2 separate regions of the Cyprinus carpio genome follow, and region 2 is linked to region 1. Evidence: chromatin contacts called from public Hi-C data. All regions are on one chromosome and are shown on one strand. Each heading gives the region's core, a stretch centred on a gene start, on an enhancer-like site or on the middle of the called end of the contact. The rest is flanking DNA. Distances are from core to core; before and after follow the strand shown.

The links. A called contact is a pair of places that touch in the nucleus more often than the background predicts.
Region 2: a Hi-C map of skeletal muscle shows a contact between it and region 1, with 4 times the contacts expected there. The contact joins the enhancer-like site here to the promoter of LOC109047203 in region 1. A contact is called at or near these places in 7 of 8 Hi-C or Micro-C datasets (liver and skeletal muscle).

Annotation. Positions count from the first base shown.
Region 1 is chrB22:18,614,540-18,622,043 of ASM1834038v1, reverse strand. LOC109047203 (BCL-6 corepressor-like) reads right to left here and starts at 4,689. Exons shown (of 15, transcript XM_042749701.1): 1 at 3,737-4,689.
Region 2 is chrB22:18,761,347-18,768,850 of ASM1834038v1, reverse strand. No RefSeq gene overlaps it. Among protein-coding and RNA genes, the nearest start is that of LOC109047209, 30 kb to the left of the region's middle. Within about 2 kb of position 4,485, at least 1 of the 8 cell types and tissues checked has an H3K27ac peak or open chromatin away from gene starts, as enhancers often do. A contact at or near this core is called in skeletal muscle, where this site is marked.

The DNA.
Region 1 (7,504 bases), core at 3,440-5,939:
ACGTGTGAGAAATAAGAAACAGCGCAAAGAAAAGAAAACAATGTATCCATGGGTAGGCGTCGCTCCGGGAGCGCGCAGCGATCCGTGCACGCCGGGGCTCCTGCTGCGGCACAAAAGCTCAGTGAAGCGAAGAGAAGAGCTCTCTCGTTTCAGCGCGCGCCGTCCCGCGGGACCGCTCGGACCGAGAAGAAACTTCAATCAAACCGTGACGTCTCCAGCGGGAGCCAAACTCCGAAATCCGATCCGCGCGCATCTCTCCACCCTCACACGAACTAAAACGCTGGCGAATAAAGCCAAGCGGGCTGCCAAGACAAAAGCAAACTCTGGCAATACGATTTAGTAAAGAAATCAACTCTGTGGGGATGTCTGCTCGCGGGTGCTTAGGTGTTAAACACAAAATATTTAACATTTAGCCCAAATGTTTTGCAAATTGTTTTTTATGAGATGATGAATTGATTTGTTTTGACGTATGTGCAAAGGGTCTATATAGGCTACTGACTGCTCCAGATTCATATCTGAAACGCAAACTAAAATTCTAACCAATAGCAAAAGTTGTTATAAATACACAATATATATTGTAAAGCGTTTAACAATATTTAAACAGAAAATAAGCCTTCTGTCCCAAATAACTTTAGTTTTCCTTTTTATGTATTTTTTTTCTACCGTAATACACCTCGAGGCCAGAGCACATTTCAATCAAATATTTAAACAAAAACTAAAATATTAATTCTTCACATAGCGTTTAAGTCGTCATATATTTTGTTAAACACAAAATAACCCGCAAAAGTAATCTAAAATAGCCTACTGACCGCAATGGGCTGGCCTCTAATGTTCTATCATGGATAGATATATGGATATCTCCATAATCTATAATGCAGCCAAACTCTGTTATGTGGCTCATTTTGATTTCCGCCAGATTCATGGCCAACATCAATTACTTAAAATATTCTGTGAACTGTGGCACCGGTTTAACTCAGGCCATGACTCGCCGGTCTAAATTCCACCCGCGGGTATATGTATAGAGCATTACAATACGGGGCAGACATGTCACACTTTCTCTCTTGCAAATCTGACGCTGACATCGGAATATAGGCTGGTCTGTCTCCAGCAGACAGGCTCCGTGGGTGAGGAGACCATGCAGGCGTGAGCTCACACTGAGCTGACGGGCTATAAATAAACAAACCCGGAGAGCTGGGGGTCTCAGCAGGGCGAGTCGGGGGAGTGGACGAAATAAACGGTGAAAACAACCGGTATTCATGGCAGTTCGCATACAAACACTGTAATCTTTAATTGCATAAACAACTACAGAGATTAAGAACAAAATAAATGAATGCGTAGCCTATCTATAGAAATATAGCGCGGGTCAAAAGAAGTCTTAAGTCTAAAAAGTTTGGATCATTTAAGAAAAAAAAAACAAAAAACTGAACCATAAGCTTCGATTAGGTTGTATTGAACAGATTGGAACAAATAATGAGCAGATTGTCGGCTTTTATGTAACACTAAAACTGTCATTAGTTCCACTCAATAAAGTTTGCAATGTTTGATTTACAAAGTAAAAAGTCTTATTCAGTTGAATGCTTTAGTGTGTGTATGTGTGTATACACTCACATGAATTAAGGTTCCAATTAGAAGCAAAAAGGGTTTTGTGATTTCACATTTTTCACATTTAAGGGCAACAAAGAACTTTTCACTGTCTTGTTCTTCGGAAGAATATCTAGGCCTACACGAAATAACCCAAAAAGCCTACATTGATCTAAAGAACCTATGAATATAATATCAAGCACTCTTTTAATCTACAAAGATCCAGTGGGCCAACTCAAAAACTTCTAGCCAAATGGGTCTTACTGGGAATCCGTAACAAGAGCTGTTGTTGATCAACTTAAGAGCACGTTAAGAGTGCAGCAATACAGATTGAAATTCACTTTTAAAACTGACAGTGTGATTGAGTCAGGCTAAAACACTGGATGCCAAAAAATCTGCGGTAGCAAGTCGTTTAGGCAAGACTATGAAAATATGGATGGATCCAGGGCTTTCTTTCCACCAGGATTCATACGGATACGCTCTGACATGTTTGATTAATAGCGTCCACAGCGCTTTAATTATGCAGAATCGCACGTCGCAAGCATTTAGAAAGGAGACTCCTGTGAAAAATTAACCCACGGGTTTGACAAAAAGCAGGCCAGTAACTAGGGCCCTAGTTTGCCTCAGCATAACCAACAACAACGTATCTTCACTTTAGCGAAACAATTCTATTTCTGTTTTGTCTAAACTCTTTACAGATGCTGATTTAACAGCTTTTTTTTTATCACGGGTGATTTAAATAACACTCATCAAGTCAACCTAGATAAACCTGGGATTAGGTGTCTTATTCAAGGCACAGTGATAATGGTTCATTGATCAGCCCTTGTGGGAATTAAACCTACAAACTTTCAGATACTTTCACAGCTTGGATTCAACCCTGAGGTTTTTCTACAAAGCAAGCATCAGGGTGCGACAACCCAGCATTGTCTGTGATTAGAAAATCGTACGACAGTCTGCGTGACATAGCGAGTGAAATATTTGAAGTGGAGGAAAATAGCGTCAATACGGATCTTTAATGTCCAAACGGCCGCGCCTGTCGAGGACAAAGAGGTTTCTCAAACTTCAAAGCTCTATGAGAGATTACACACAAAACTGTCAGTGTCTTCACTTAGTAGGAACCGACCAAGTCATTTCCTCCCGTCCCGGACACAACCCGACAGCGAATAACTTTGAGCGCAAGAAGGTCGCGAAGTGTCTAGTCGCGTTTATTAACAAAAGGAGGACTTACAGAAGCACAAAGCGGTCATACTGAGCACTATCTCGCGTCAATGTATAGCACAGGCTCCACAAGAAACATTTCATTCATTTTATATGAATTCATAAGCTACTTCTGTCCATAACGTTTCCTTTCAGTCCTCTCGCAAAGCTCACTGAAAAAAGAAATGGAGGGTGACCTCCAAACGTGTATATATAGCTACTTGTTTGGAGGTCACATCCAATTCTTGCTTTCTATGAGCTTTGTAAAGGACCGAAAAGGATCATTTATTGCAATTTTCATAAGGTTAGCAACCGTCATATAAAAGGGCGAGGCTCGTGAAATCAATAGCGTGCGCGGTGTATCCCGATCGGAAAAAAGGTCCACGCGCCACCGCGAGCGCGCGCTGCCGTCTTATTACTCAACACGAAAAAAAAAATGAACACACGTGAATTTCACAGAAACCAACAGTTCCACAAATCTACGATTTGATTTCGCTATGAATAGACTGTGATGCACAGTAAAAAGGTCAGCAACTAAAAAGGAAAGTCCCGTAACATGGGAAATGGTTCGTTAGCTCGTGAAGACAGTCCTCGGACTGACAGGAAAATTAGATTATATAGATTTATAAAATGAAAAGCAATGTCTGATGTTCATATACAAACACAAACCACCGGCAAGAAATGTCAACAACATCGCCGCGAGCGCGTCAGCCCAGAGACAAAATGTTGAAAACTTATCAGCAAACACAAGTTTTACACCATACATCTCAAAACAGGAGTCTATATGCGAAGGTTAGTGGTTTAAAATAGTTTTAGGTATCAAAACCCCTCTTTAGCTTTGCCAGAGGTCCGCACGAAACTGATCGGACGCATTTGCCTAGACTGGACAATGTAACGGAACAAACACATGCAGATAAGACATGGAAAACAACAATAATAAAGCTAAGAACGTTCTTACCTGAATGTAGTGATGCTTGTTGTTCATCGAGTCGCCAGAAAGTGTGGGTTTCCTCTTAAAATGCAAGTTTTCACTCTTTTAGTTTTTAAGATATGCAAAGATTCCCGTTAAAACAAAGAGGATCAGATGCTCCTATTGAAAGCTGCATTACTATGTAGCCTGTATAACTCAGGTCAATCTACTAAACCTAGATTTCTCTTTGTTTTCAAAGGAAGTCCTTCAGAAGTTCAAAGTATCTCCGGACTTGCCGAATATCCACTCCTGGAAAAACTGTGAACACGAATAGGAGCTCCATATACATCCATGCAAAAGCAGTCGAACGTAATTCCTTTGATTCAGAAGAGGAGGACGGCTTCGACACGAATCGCGTGAATGCACAGGTGGCGAAAAATCCCCGGGGCTCTGGTTGAACTGAACTCAGTCTGCTATATGACGCCTCGCAGCGCCATGTTGGGCTCTGGCGAGACAACGAGCGATCGAGAGCCACGCCGCGAGAACGGCAGCAGTGTGTTTGCTCGTGTGTGCACGGGCCGGTCCTCACACGCACATTTACGGACCACTGGCCAACAAAACCGCCACACGAACTCCGCTCTCTCTCTCTCTCTCTTTAATCTGACGGACCGATCGCGGAAAATTTTCCGTCTCTTTGTCCCGGTTCCGATACGCGATATCGCTGGCGCGCTGAGTGCTTTGCGCGACTGCTGCTTGTGTGTGCGTGTCTTTCCGTAAGCGCGTGCAGCGGGGAATGAAAGCTGAGCGCAAGACGCCTGTCTCTCCCTCGCTCGCTCTCTCTCTCTCTCTATCTCTCTCTCTCTTACCCAGAAGGCCAGTCGGGGGAACAACCGCAATTACCATAAACCCAGTAGGCTGCGCTCCCTCTGTACGACTCGATGCGCCCGTGTAGAATACAGCGAGAGGGGGGTGTTTCGCACAGCGCATGGGCTCCGTAAACAAAATTAATCGGCAGTGCCGCTGAGAGGCTTCTGGAAAACCACAAAACGGTATTTTTGGCTTATATTATAAAGAGAGAAGGAGGTGGTTGGTGGATTTATAGGGTGTTTTAAACATTATAGATGGCTTATATAGCCTAGATATAAATGTGACTTTTTTTTAAGCAGAAAAATTTGTATTTTAAATTTTCAATATAAGATTGATCAAGCATTAAAATCATATCAAACAGAACGCTTAAAACCCTCATTCAGACACACATTAAGACGAAGGCCTAAATAAAATAGATGCAGTTCTTTACTTTTATTGTATAGCAGGTATCATTTTGGTTGTACTTTTGTTGTCAAAAAGTCAAAATAAAGATAATTAATTAGTTGTTGGAATGTGATCAGAAATGCACTTTCAAAAAGTAATGTGATCAAGTTGAAATGTGATCAGAAATGCACTTTCAAAAAAAAATAAATGACAGACTTCACTGGAGCCTAGAAATATGAAGCTGAAACCAAAGCTTTATTTAAAATTTTAGGCTAAAAGGACACATTAATGGTGCTAATGTCATGGGTAAACTTTTTAAAAATGTTTAATGAAAGTTTTCATTAAAATGAAAGAAACGTTCTTAGTGCAACATCGTTTAAAGCTGATGAAATTCTCAGGATGTTTTAAGTGCTAAGAACACTTTTGTAAACCTGGGAACAAAATTACTGGAACTATTCATCCTATTCATCAACTACCTACTGAAATGATTAGCTTAATAATCAAAGCTCCAAGCAAGTTCCCACAACCTAAATTTAACGTTTGAAATGCATTCCATTTTTAGAGCATTTAGAACGTTTCAGAACATTAAGATGTTAGCTAGGATGACGTATGTTTATAATTAAATAAGAACTAATTTAAATAGAATATTTGTAAATATGGCTGATGTTTGTGGCCGCTTTGCACGAGAGGCTGTTTTTGTCGCGCCTAGAAGAGGAGCAGGATAATCGCGCGAGCTGCGTGTGTAACAGGATTGCTCGGGGCTTTGACGGAGGATGTATTGGCCACCGCCTGACGGGCAAACCCTTCCCCCACACGCAAGCCTTATCCCCGGGGGAGGCGACCTGGAGGTCACAGCGCTGGGGAACGCGCTTAAAGAGCTCGGGAACGTGCTCAGAGTCCTATTTTCACAGGCGAACGATTAGTGTTTGAACAAAATTCGGAATGGAGATATAGTGTAATGAAGAAGTCCAGTATAAACTGTAAAAACAGACTTTAATTTATGTATAACATTATAACATAATTCAACATGAACATATTCATCAATTCTGTTTCTAGAGAGATGACATGATCCAGAGATGTTTTAAAGTCTAATGCCATTTAAAATCTTTTTAAGTTTTATGGTTTTGTCTAATATTTTGGTCAAACTACAAGTTGGTGTTTTTGTCAAATAACGTAATAAAGGTCCAGTATACTGTGACATGTGTTGGATGGCCATTTGGATTCTTACTTTAGAAAATCTAAAAAATAAAACAAATACGTGAATAAGTTCTTCACAGTCTTATTGATTTGGGCCTCTCAAGTAATTTATCTAGGCTGAATATTGCAATATGAAATCCTTCCCAAGCATCTAACTAGAATTAACCAGTAGCAAATGAGACCCAAATTCAATCAAAACAGACACTATTTGAAGACTATAAAACGTACAATTCTGAAGAGATAATAAAAGAAAACGATAATGTTATCTACTGATAAGAAAGAGACAAAGCGTCTTTGTGAGCAACGCTCCAATATGTGAGAATGTATGGGAGTATGAACGTATTGAGTTGATGTTTTCAGAGACTGTGTTGGACATACATATTTAAACAACGGGCACTCCCGAATCTCCTAAAATGAATCCTGAAATAAACAGGCCGTTGGGTCTAATTTAACACGGCGAGGGCCTTATAGGATATTAGAATTCTTCAGCTGACACAAACGCTCCCCATTCATTAAAATCTAAATAAATAAGAGGCGAGTGTGGTGGGCTTTTGTATTGTTGTTTAATCTGATCTCCTCAAGGCCGCCCCTACCTTCCCCCATGCAGCCTTCATTTATACATGCATGGGGTCTCTCTCTCAAACCCCCGTCCCACCCTCTTCAGCTCTCCATTGTGTTCAGTGCCCGAGGCGCTGCGCTTCGCGTTTTCTCGCGGAATAAAGAGACAGAGGAAGGGGAAGAGACGAGTGAGTGGCCGTCAGCGCCGGTGTTAATGTCTTCTCATCGAGAGGTTGTCACTTGCAGGCGTGATCTGTCATTCAAACCGGTCAGACCAACAGAGAACGGGCCGAGTCACCGTCTGCACTTGTGAAAACGGTAGAATTGCTCCAGAAATACTTAATATATGCATCTATCTTTTTTTTTTTTTTTTTTTTTTATTTTTTTTTTTTTTTTTTTTTTTTTTTTTTTTTTTTTCTATCTATCTATCTATCTATCTATCTATCTATCTATCTAATGTATCGTTTTATTTACGTGGTATTTAGATTTATTTATTTATTGACATGGTAAATAAAATAAAATATTAAAAATATAAAATATTTTAAAAATAAAATATTTTAAAAATAAAGATAAAAAGCTCTACGTTGCTTTAAGTTATTAAAAATACATTAAAAAACAATTTAAAAATACAAAATGCAAAAATTAGCTACTGGAAAAAAAACTCTCATTAATGCCACAATTGTTGAAAACAGAAGTGTTGCCATATAATAAATGAATAATTAAATTGGTAGGCCTACTTATTTTAATAATAATCATATATATTTTTTAAATGTATGAAAATTAAATATATATATATATATATTATTATAT
Region 2 (7,504 bases), core at 3,236-5,735, 150 kb before region 1:
AAGATGGTGTGGGGGTAAATGTGACTGGGGGGCAGTAATTTGAGGTACTTTTTCAGTCTTACTGTACATCTGAGTGTGCAAAGCACCACTGGGTTAAAAGCAAATTTCGAACACTTCCTTTGAGCTGAGCAGGGTTATTGTTTCACAGGCCTGTCTGTGACCTTTAACCTTTGACCTCAGGCAGTGACTGAACTGATCTGATAGTAACGTAACACATTAATGAATACTGATGAAGCTCTGAGGAACAATACAGTAAATGTTTAACACATTCAAAATATCATGAAGCCAGGTTTGGGTGCTATGCTCAGGTTTTGCTGATTGCAACAAATGTCTCAAATTAAAGTAAAATAAATATTATAATGAAACCACATAAATGGCTCTATGGAGTGCAACAGTCTTTCTAGAAGTCATTTAAATAATTTTACTGACATATTACTTTAATATATTTTTAATTGTTTTATACCTATAGTATTAATTACCATTCTTATTTGATATACTTGAGTACTTTTTTATTTATTTTTGCTTTGAATCAGAGATTATTCATTATAAATTATTATAAAATACAAAATGGTCTCTTGAAGAGTTTGATTTGGAGGGTTAGGGTATACCAATTATAATTCGCTAAAAACAAAAGCAATTAAAGTCAGTGGAAAGTCCGCACCATGAAACAAACACAAGACAGAAAACAAGACACTCTGGTTTAGATTCAGTCAGCGTGTGTCGAGGTCTCTGGAGAACAATCAGAGCTGCATCTGTGTAACATCAGACGTGAGACGTGTGTGTGTGTGTGTGTGTGTAAGGTGAGACTTCGAATGTGTGTGATATCTGCAGAGATGAGAGAGGTGGATGTGAGACAGATGCAGTGTGTTTGTGTGGAAGGTGAGCTTGAGGTTTCTTTGAGATGCCTGAGTGTGTGTTGTCAGTAAAAAAGGAGAGACAGAGGACAGGTGTGTGTGTGTGTGTGTGTGTGTGTGTGTGTGTGTGTGTGTGCCGGGGCACAAACAGTGTGACTGACAGGATGTGACATCACAGCTGAAAGAACGTGCGTCAATTCTTGCCTCTGCAATGGTCCTTGTTCACTTACTATAACAGAAAAACAGATTAAGTGAAAGACATTTTTTTAATACTCTAGGCATTATATTTGCATTTTTATGTGTATAATTATAATTTAAAATAATGTACAATTTACTATATTTTACTATAATAATTTACTATATTTACTTTTAATATAAACATTATGGGTATAATATTATTTACAATTTACAATTTCATAATAATTGTAAGATTTTAAATAATGTTATGTTTATAATAATGTAATTATTTATGTTCAATGTTATAATATGTTTAAATAATGTTATTTAATATATATATAGAGAGAGAGACAGTAAATATAATACATATATACACACTATAGGTATAAATTATATGTGCACATTAATAATTATATTGTGTATTGCATTGTACTATATTGTGTATATAGGCTACTAGGCTATATGTTATATTTTATATTCGTAATCATAATATTTCAAATATTTTACAATTTTATATTAATAAAAATGTAGTATTCATATATAAATTAATATAATATTAATATCTAAAATATAATATTTAATATAATACAATATTTATTAATATTATAATTGTACATTTTTATTAGGACAATTATATAGCCTATATATAATATACATTATAAATTATATTTCTATTATAATAGTTGTATATGAATGAAAATATTTTACAATTAAATTTTTTTTTTAGACAATAATATAAAGAAACTCTAGCTGCGGTTTACAGCGAGAGTACTTCAGCGCTGTTCTTTTTTCCTGCTCTGACAGCAGACGCATGTAATGACACAGTGTCGTCGAATCGGATCAAAGGGTCACGTTGACGGAGAGCTCGTGCTCGCTCTGGCAAGAATGTATAATAACAAAATTATACAGCTGTCAGTGCTGTCTATAATACATTGTGGTGTGTTTCTCTGCATCACTCATTTCCCCATAAACACACATCAATCAAGCTCCCGCTCTCTTCCTGATCACACGCTCCGGCTCGGCCTGCTTCCCGAGATAAATAACGCTCCCGGAAAACCGTCAATGAACACGGGCGGAGAGCAGCGCTGCTCTTATTCCCGAATATTCATAATTTATGCCTCTAATGACGTCTGTGTTTTATGTGCTGCAAACTAGAACTCGTCTAGTGCTTTTATCTGCTTTTGCGCGTTTGTTTAGTCGACTTGCTTTATTTATCAGCAGCCCGTCTTTGGGTTCTTTTAGTACGAAATTAAAACAGTGTCGAATTTTTCATCTTTGCCTTTGAGTAATAGACCGCACAACTGTATCTATTATGTATGAAGACCTTTTTCACTACTCTTATTGCTCATATGTAGGCTGAGAGATTTGACTTTGGCCTAGAGAACAAAAACGGCCAAGAAAAATCCCATGGGTTATACCGATTTGAGTCAATAGCAATCTAGAACATTTGAGAATTAAAACCAGCATTTTATTAACTATATAGCAATGTGTAGGCCTACAATAAAATAAAGTGTTAATAATACAGTTATGGTAATATATAATTACTCCCCCGTCTCTTAATGCATTGTGTGGCCTTCTTCAGCATCAGTATCTCTTGTAATACTTATACACTAGTCCCTCAGTTGTCCTCAGTGTTAAAAGATGGATTTCAAAATCATACAGTCAAGGTTAGAAAGGGTTAAAATATGCAAAAGATGCTGGAAACCCAGGAAATGACACATAGAATTAAGATTCAAGGGTATGTAAACTTTTGAATGGGGTGATTTTTATAAATTCAGTTATTATTTTGTCTTGTGGAGTATATGTAAACATCTGTTATGTGAAATAGCTTATTCAGGACAGTACTAAATAAAAATAACATGCAATTTTTATGACCCCTCTTATTTTTGTTTCAATGATTAACATTTTTGCACATTCTGCAAGGGGTGTGTAAACTTATGAGCACAACTGTATATATCAGGTTGGCAGTGTGTCCTCAAAATACTGGATGAGAAGTACAAAAACAAACCAATGCCAATATTCAAAAATGATCTCCCTCACCTCCCCTGAGCCCATTGACTTTTAAAAGGCCTGAGTTTACTGGGGGAATGAATGGGGGAAAGTCACGTAAGAGGAAGCATTGTCTCCATCGCGATATGGTTGGATATGACTGGTTATGGTCGGGTGTTTTTGGTTAATGCGATAAATCCCGCCTCGAGTTTGCGCGCGTTCACAAACCTGTTTGAATGAACAATATAATGCTGTTAATGGGAAGACTAATTTAAAAAAGTAAGTAAACAGCTCACACTCTTAGATATAACCACTTACAACCACGTCAAAATACTTAAAATGGCGTGAAAACATTATCTGTGGGAGTTTTTAGTGAGTAATCTGCTTGGTGAAATTTATAGTAATTATCCACGTCAGTGACCAATATTTACTGATGACTGATGACCCCAAAAAATTATATATATACAGTACATATATACACACTTCCAGTCATTTGATTATATTTTAAAATGTAATTTATTCCTGTAATTTGAAATCTGAAGTTTTAGCATCATTACTCCAGTCACACGATCCTTCAAAAATCATTCTAATATTCAGATTTGCTGCACAAAAAAACATTTAATATTATTATGCTGAAAAGTCTTTTTTTCAGGTTTCTTTGATGAAAAGAAAGTCAGTAAATCAGCATATCAGAATGATTTCTGAAGGATCATGTGACACTGAAGACTGGAGTTATGATGCTGAAAATTCAGCTTTGAAATCACAGGAAATAAGTAAATTTTAAAATACATTCAAATAGAAAGCAGTTATTTTAAATAGTAAAAATATTTGCTGTATTTTGGATCAAAGATAATTCTTTAAAACTTTTGACTGGTAGAGTGTATGTATGTATATATATATATATATATATATATATATATATATATATATATATATATATATATATATATATGCATGTATGTCTTTCTTGTTTTTGGGGTTCATAAAAGAGGAAGTCATTCCAGTGAATTCTATGAACGTCACCAATCATAGTAGCTTGATTCATAATAAATGTGTTTCCGCTGGACTGATTGCGGCTGACGTTCATGATTGCTCATGGCAGACTATGTGCTTGATGTTGTTGTGGTTTATCACAGCGGATGTTAATTCTGTCTATTTTAGTGGTCAACACATCGCTAATAATAAACTGAAGAAGGAACTGAGAGCCAATCAGAGACAGCGAGAGACAGCATGTAATTTTCAGCTGTGGTTGTTTCACACTTTTTTTGGGTCTTTCATCAGATCTGTCAGCAGGAGTTGGGCTGTTGTAAAGCTCTTAGGATTTTTTTTGTGTGTGTGTGCTCCGAGTGGACGAGATCAGTGATGAGGTAAAAACACACATGCTAACTCTCTGCTAACACACTCAAACCCCACCAAACATCACTGTGAATGCTGACAGACTTTCTTGCTGCTGCTTTGTGGTGCCATCTATAAAAAGGCGTGTGTGGTTTTTAGCAAGTTGCTACTGTAACCTACAGTAAGGGGATTTGAGCATGTTACCATCCATCTGCCATATATCTTATATAATTTTATTTTATGGGATTAAAAAACATAACAGTGTAAAGCATTATGGAGCATTCATATATTTTTCTGAACAGAACCTGTGAGAGTTCCGCGGAGATGGATGATGTAACCTGTTGTCACGGTAATGGATTCTCCCTCTGCAGACACTGATGGATCTGTTGCCGTGGCAGCCATTGCCGCCCGCTGACATTCCGGCCTGCCCCCGTCTGACGGTGGGCAGTGCCAAGCACTCTGCCTGCTGTCACAGAGCTGTGTGTGTGTGCGCATGTGTGAGTGTGTGTGTGTGTGTGTGTGTGTGTTTTGTGGTTTGGGCCTTAGGACTTGGTGATAGGTTACAGGTCATGCTGATGTGGTTATGGTGAGATGCAGCGCTTGAGAATGCAGAGAGGCCCTGTAAGCGAGCTGCGCACCAGGGCAGTGGGTTCATCATTTCCCAGCCTCCACACGCTGTTTCTTAACCAGGCCTGGTCCTGCACGATAACTTTCAAGTGTAAAGTGTATTCTACAAAAAGTGACACAGCCACAATTATGTTTTATGTTTAAGAATTTGAAATAGCTGTTTTGTCGGTCGCTAGCCTAGTTAGCACTACACTATCCATATCTTCCTAGAGTATCTAAACAGAGGCACATATCATGTACGCCACTTTCTTACAACAGAAATATTATATTAGTATGTGGAAGAAAAAAAAAAAAATTGTGACTTTGTATTACGTTGTAAACGTAACAATTGCAAGATATAAAGAATTAAGAGATATAAACTTGCAATTCCTTTTAGAAACTTTTAGAATCAGGTGGATTCTGAAAGCTGGAAAAAATTGCTCTGAAAGCTATTCCAATAATATCGTTCCTCTTTGTCGTTAACCTTATAGTTCTAGTATGAACTTCACTCTTATAGAATTACATTTTGAGTTTCTTTTTTTTTTTTAAAGCTTCGTCATTAAAGTTACCGTCTGGTGTGAACGGGCCTTTGGAGTTGCTGTATCACATCTGCTCTGACTGAAAATTTCGCTTTGTCACTGCAAATCGATGCAAATTTGTCCATATTTTTTATATTTCAAAGTACTGGTAATGCATACTAGAAATCCAATGGATGTAAAGACAAAAAATGATTGTAAACACACACACCAGCCGCTAGCATTCAGCGCTGTAATCAACAGCACATGTGGCTCCTTCCTCAGGAAACCAAATCATGAAGCCTGAAACATAAAATAGACAAAAAGAAAGCACTGAAAAAAGCAACATTGTGCATTTTATTCCAATCAACCACTCTGTCTTTCAGACTTTCTGTCTGTGCAGTGTGTGTTTGGATGTAATAATCACTGCACTCATGCTCTATTTAATTCCCACACTCTGTGTGTGTGTTTACATGTATTCAGATGGGATTCTGTGCTGGAATGCACACAACTGTCCCTCTCGTTCTGTCTGGTGCTGCTCTCTAGTTGACATTTAAAGGCTAACAGCAGGCACTGAGACTCTAAATCCCTATTGAACAGTTGGTCTGTCAGTCAAATTTGGCCAGCTAATGGAACTGATCTCCTTATGTCATACACAAATACAGACTGCACTTGTACTTATTCCTCTTCAGAGTATACTGTATGCTTCACTCTTTAAAATAAAGGTTCTTTATTGGCATTGATAGTTCCAAGAAGAACATTTAACATCAATTTAATCTTTCCATTCCAGAAAGGAATGATACGTGGGGAATGCGTAACACTGTTTTTACCAAGTAAATATGATGTTCAGGGGGCCCACAACCCATAGTGGCGCCCCTGACTCTATCCCACAATGCAATGTGCTTAACTTCCAGTGTGACCAAAAGTAAAGCCATTCGTGATCTATGACTATGCATATTTAGATTCAAAAATTTATTTTTATTTTCAAAAGATAATTGTTCACCACTTGGTGGAATAAATGAGTAATGTTGTACTACAGTTTCAAATCATAGAACAATGTACATTTTTCACATAATATTTAAAACTATGTTTCAATAGTAGTTTTAATACTGCACACTAAGCAGTAAGCTAGCAATCCATTTTAAAAAATTGAAATAGCATACTACTTTTTATGGCAGAAATAGTAATGTAGTATGCTTTTAAAAATTCAGCATTGCATTGTGGGATAGTGTTACATGCAGCATGCTACAACCAAGCTGCATATTTAGTATGTCAACTGCTTGTTCAATAAATCCCTACACTGTACACTGCAAAAATAGTACAAGTAGTATGCTAGTAAGGGGGAAGTCATGGCCTAATGGTTAGAGAGTTTGACTCCTAACCCTAAGTTTGTGGGTTCAAGTCTCAGCCCAGCAATACCACGACTAAACCCCCAACTGCTCCCCGGGCGCCGCAACATAAATGGCTGCCCACTGCTCCAGGTGTGTGTTCATGGTGTGTGTGTGTGTTCACTGCTGTGGGTTAAATGCAGAGCATGAATTCTGAGTATGGGTCACCATACTTGGCTGTATGTCACGTCACTTTCATCACTTTCACTAGTATGCTATTCCAAGTAGTGAAACGGTCGCCATGAGTTATATCTCTCCTGCCTGAAGAATGCACTATTGTGTGTTTGAGATTAGCGCTGTAATTTTAGCAGGAGATGGAACATTAAAGATGAACAAAAGCGCCTGACGGGTCCAGTTAAACTCTCTCTCTCTCTTTGTGTGTGTGTGAATCAACTGAACTCTAGAACAGTACTGCATGAAATTTAGTATAGCACTTGCCAATGTGGTTTACCACAGCATGTGTGTGAGAGTGTGTGTGTGTGTTTGCATGTGTGTACGTGTGCTTGTCGGCGGCAGCAGCCACACACAAGCCTGGTATTTCCCTTGGGGAAGTTTTTCGCTGCTTGTAAGTCTCATGTCTTTGATTTTGTGCGCTGGAGGCAGAGGAAAGGAAGCAGCCGAACACCATCTCATTGCCTCT